2 separate regions of the Ctenopharyngodon idella genome follow, and region 1 is linked to region 2. Evidence: chromatin contacts called from public Hi-C data. All regions are on one chromosome and are shown on one strand. The core of a region is the stretch at or near the end of the contact, and the rest is flanking DNA. Distances in the headings are between cores, read along the strand shown. Region 1 holds the start of myo9aa (myosin IXAa). Region 2 holds the start of scamp2l (secretory carrier membrane protein 2, like).

The links. A called contact is a pair of places that touch in the nucleus more often than the background predicts.
Region 1: a contact with region 2 is called in a Hi-C map of muscle, with 3 times the contacts expected there. The contact joins the promoter of myo9aa here to the promoter of scamp2l in region 2. A contact is called at or near these places in 2 of 2 Hi-C or Micro-C datasets (both in muscle).

Annotation. Positions count from the first base shown.
Region 1 is chr7:46,956,540-46,959,239 of HZGC01, forward strand. myo9aa (myosin IXAa) reads right to left here and starts at 1,310. Exons shown (of 44, transcript XM_051899197.1): 1 at 970-1,310. It overlaps senp8 (SUMO peptidase family member, NEDD8 specific), which reads left to right and starts at 1,405. Exons shown (of 2, transcript XM_051899198.1): 1 at 1,405-1,553.
Region 2 is chr7:46,812,274-46,814,973 of HZGC01, forward strand. It overlaps scamp2l (secretory carrier membrane protein 2, like), which reads right to left and starts at 1,255. Exons shown (of 9, transcript XM_051901341.1): 1 at 807-1,255; 2 at 132-209. The coding sequence starts at 863. It overlaps myo9aa (myosin IXAa), which reads right to left. Exons shown (of 44, transcript XM_051899197.1): 44 at 2,654-2,700.

The DNA.
Region 1 (2,700 bases), core at 60-2,559, 140 kb after region 2:
CTTGGCACAATCTCTAACAGCTGAGACAGACCATTCACATTCCTCTGATCACCTGTGCTGCATGCTGGGAAAAACCAACAACACTGGCACCAATCAGAGCAAACTTTCCCCTTAATAGCTCCAAAATACTTCGACAAAACAAAATCAGCCCTGAGAAAATGTAAAGTGATCCCAAACAGCATTTCTAAATGAATGAACCGCAAGTATCAAACCAAGTGGTATTTATTTTTAAGAGCACAAACACTTTTCGTGCACTTTCTGGACACTTTGTGGTAGTGAAATGTTACATGTTGATGAAGTGCACCTGTGGTTACTCACCTGAGTGAACTGACGTCATAAAAATCACTGCGACACCAGATGGTTAAAAGTCATGCAAGGGGGAAAAAAAAAAAAAGCTGGAGCATCATTTGGTTTGATATCTTGCCATTTAATTGCAATGACATGCACACACCTTTAACTCTGACTTAAAGCGTTGACATACTTTTAGGACCACTTTATCTCTAAAAACACAGAAAAAGAGAGAGAGAGAGCAGTGCATGAGAGCAAAATGAAACATTCTGGGTCCGGATGACTGTGCAGATTTGGCACATGATTACTGCAGTACTGGCGCTGAAGTGAGTCCTTAATAATACATGCACCATCATCATCATCATCATCACCTCCACCCATGACATCTGTCACACCTTAAAAAGGGGTTTATTTAAGCGTCAGTTTAAAGTTGTCCTGGCACAATTATACTAGTTACCCCATTCACTGGTTATGCTAATGACATTGAAGCAAAAGAAATATCACAATATAGTGTTGCACGTATGCCACGAGTGAGCGCGCGCACGTCCTGAGTAACCGTAGACATAAAGCAGGAGATGCGGGGAAACTTCGAGTCAACATCGGGGTCATGGTAAACGACAGCGATAAGTTTGTTTGTGTAATTCGCCGAAAGCAGCATAAGTGTAAATAATTTCAACACACCTCTCTTGAGTTCAGTGTAAAAATCCACTTCTCCTTTAAGGACAGATCAAATCCAGCAGCGCAGCTCGAGTCCACTAATATCCCAGAATTGTCTCTCTCAAATTATCCGTTGCAACTTTCCCGTGTCCGAACATGCGCGCCACTCTGCCATTTTGATTCAAAAATGACTACAGTCTTCTTCCCATTGAAATTTCCCGAACAGTGCGGCGCTTCTTTTCTCGTGGGAGTCGCTCGCTTAAACTCCTTTCTGTTTTTTCTGCTTAATCAGTGCTGCTTCTCATCAGTGTCCAGACGCGCGCTGCGCGTACTCGCTGCGGCTCTTGGAATCGGGGGATGGGCGGGGTCAGCTGCGGCGATGGGCGGTGGCTGCCTTTCAGTGAGGCAGTGTCGTCACGTTGCGATAAGCCAATCACAGTGTGGCATTGGAAAGAGGCGTGCCCCTCAACACTGTCGCAAAACGTGTAGAAGCGCGACATTTTTCTATCACAACAGTTAATGGTTTACGGCACCTGCCCTCACTGCGCTTGTGGTAGGGGAAAGTGGACGTTATGCGAGCTTACTTTGGGGACTGTTTCTTTTGCAAGGTAACAAACTATATGTTGTCAATGTTATTATTAAACAGATGAAGAATTCGGAGAACTTTGAAATGTATTTGCTTTGGAATCGTTGTGTTTGTTTGGCCTGTGTCAGCGCGCAGTGCAGTGGTGATCTGAGCGATGAGACAGTTGTACTTCAAGTACAAAATAACAGTCTAATATTTTAAAGTTACCTACATATAATACAAGCAGCCAGAGGATGTACTTGAAGTAAAGTAAATGCAATTAGAGTGGCAAGAAAAACAGAAAGTACTTTATTGGCGAAAAGTATTGTGTTAGTAGACTGGTACATTATCAGAAATAAAGAGTTAAAGTCAGTAGGAAATCAAAATAGACTATTCTTGTTTTGTTTTGTTTTTTTATTGAGTATTGCAGTATTTATTATAAATTATTTATCCATGCACATTATTATTCATGTGCTTTGCAATCTTGAATCAAAATAACTTCCCCTCCCTCTTGCAGCCACATCTCTTTTCTTTCTAATGATGTGTTTATTGGCGCGAGGGCGGGGCAACCTGTCAGTCAAATGAGATCCACCAATAGGCCCTTTTCACAGACCGTGATGACGCGTTTTAATGTTCATCTGTATCGTAAATCCTGCAAAGTTTTTTTATATTTTAATTTTAAAAAAAAACTCTAACACTGTACCGGTATCGGCTGATATGTTCATTTTTAATGTTATCGTTAGCGGCCCAATAAGAAAATTTGGCCGATATATTAAAGCCGATAAATAATGGATTATTTCCTTCAGCTGAGACACTTCAGATGTGCACTGTTCACCATGATGGGTTTGAATAGTTTGAAATATGATTGAAATCACTTCAAAAAGGAAAATACAGTTAAGTTTAACATGTACAGTGCACGTCTGTCATATAGGCTACATACAATTTAATATTCTCATTATAATTTTATCTGTAGATCGTGAGAAAATTGCAATTTTAACCAAGGCTCCGGGACACGTGAGGAGTCGCCTGTCAATTGCGTCATACCCGCATTACCCTCGGTTTCCGGTTTCATTTTATTTAGTAGAAACCATGGAAACACCAAAGACACTTTAATATATTACATGTTTTAATAGACAAGGGAACAACTGTTTTGACTATATTTATAGACAGGAAACTAATTGTTGTTATAT
Region 2 (2,700 bases), core at 5-2,504:
TATGATCCTGAACACATTCCTTTAGATTTGTACTCATTTATTTGACTAGGTATAAAGCTAAGAGCAGGAATTGAGAAATGCTTCGTGATTTGCAGGATGAAGATGAAGATGAAGATGAAACTCATGCTTACCAGAGCACCGGCCGTAAACGGGTTAAACTCTCCCACGCCATCAACTGCAGTGTTGGTCACCTGAGTAACTGATGGATCCTGACAGGAACATGAAATATGACTATTTATTTAACACTTTGTATGTTATGAACGGTTTTTGGACATGCGCCAAGGAATTCTTGAAAATACTTTGGAGTGTCATGTATCATAAAATCTTCCCATCTGATACCATAATGCCACAGTGTGTTTTTCCCATCTTTTTTTTTTCTTTTCATTTTTGGTAGGCCAATTATAATTCGCAAATGTAGGCGACACGGTAAATAAGATGCACCTGTTGGATTTGTACACTTATCGCGTGAAGTGACGGATCGTTTTGAAGAAAAATGCTTTTGTTCTCTACATAATGATGAACACTGTTATTATGGTCACAACCGTAGCAAAAACTCAGTTGTTATATTTAAACACAACTTAAAAAATAAATAAAGACAACTTAAAACAAATTAACACTTCCTGTATCGTCATCGGAAGGTGATTGGCTTGTCTTCCCAACTGTGAAATTTGATTGGCTGAGCGCCTGTCAATCTCTCCTTACCCCAGTGACTCCGAACCAAACAAACAGGTTTAGAGTGGGGTAAAAAACTCCGGTAACAAATTACATATTACGACTAAAGACATAATAAATCATTAGGTATTTACCTGAAAAGGGTTGACATCAACTGGTTCGGCAAAGGGGTTACTATCGAATCCAGACATTTTGTCTTGCGGCTAGCACAGGTGTTCTCGTGCTCTGTGTACCTGCCAGCGCAACTCCCTGAGCGCACACACCTCGCTGCGCATGCGCGATGCAACCAGTCGTCACGCCACCGCAGGGTTAGCGATCTAGTTTGGATCTCATGTTCCAGCTCTACTTACACTGCGTGAAATGAATACTTCTTGAGTTCTGATGTAGAGTTATACTACTAAACGTGCAATAACGTAACATTTATGGTATTATTTGGAGACCTGCAAAAGTTTTTTTTTTTTTTTAAACCTGCCAAAACACCTTCAATTCAGTCTCTCTCTCTCTATATATATCTCTGGTCAAATCAAAATAACTCGGCTCCTTTGGCAGCAGTAAGGCAGGTTGAACAGCTCTCACACAATTACAATTCCCTTAGGCCAGATTCATTCTTTTGTTAACCCCCTAAATTAGGTATCATTCCAAAGCTTAAACACTCAAAATTTAACTTTTTTGAATTAGACATTGCGTTATCATGCGGACTCCTCCCACTAGTGGGCGGTGTTATGTTTCATATTACATATTTTAACTTTTATAATAAAAACTTTTTCCTGGTCTTGACAAAACACATATCGTCGGAAAGGTCTGAGACTCAAAGTTCCATATTTGGCGACTGTTTTGTGATATGAGTGAATGCATAAAATTCAATGTAATATGCATGTCACCCGGTGGCTATTTTTGGTATAGCACCTAAACAAAATCTCATAGGAACTTTAATTTTTGTGATATCAACTTCAAATGTGGAACAACTTGGTTAGACATTTTTGAATTTATAGTAATTGTGGAGTTATCGAATCTTGTTTCCACCACTAAATTAAAAAAAAAGATAATTGTGAATTCTCACAATTCTGACATTTTTTTCTCGCAGTCTTTTTACTCAGAATTGCGAGATATAAACTCACAATTGCATGATATTAAGTCAGAATTTCAAGTTATAAAGTCAGATTGTGAGATATAAAGTCAGAATTGAAAGACACAAAGTCAGAATTGCGAGAGTCAGAATTGAACGATATAAAAGTCAGAATTGCGAGATATAAAGTCAGAATTGAAAGATAAAATCAATTGAAAGATATAAAGTCAGAATTGTGAGAATCAGAATTGAACGATATAAGTCAGAATTGCGAGTTATAAAGTCAGAAATGAAAGATAAAATCAGTTGAAAGATATAAAATCAGAATTGCGAGTTATAAAGTCAGAATTGCGAGATATAAAATCAGAATTGCGAGATATAAAGTCAGAATTGAAAGAGATATAGTCAGAATTGCGTTATAAAGTCAGAATTGCGAGTTAAGTCAGAATTTCAGATATAGTGTCAATTTTTACTTTTTTCCTCGCAATTGCAAGTTATCATGCAATTCTGACTTTATATCTCACAATTCTGAGAAAAAAGTCAGAATTGTAAGATATAAACTCGTAATTGCCTTTTTTTATTTCATGGCAGAAACAAGTTTCCATATAGAGCAAATATTACTTTTTTACACTTTAATTTCAGCAATAATCTGCTGAGTGTCTTGTTTAGAAAAGAGACCAACCTTAGTTCTGTATTCCAAAACATTCATGAATTACAACCATTTAAGTTTGGATAGTGCATTTTCACATCTATACTCTAAAAGGGTGACATTTAAGGGGTTAAATTAGAAGAAACTAGAGCAGGACAAACAGGTAATTCAAGTTCTCCCTCTAAGAGCTCAAATCAATGAAAATAAAAAAACTGATTGTGGGCGAAACAAGTTAGCAGCACAATAACTCAAGATTAACAAACCAGTTCTCATTTGTTCAAAATGTGTAATTTATTTTACAACCATTGACTTT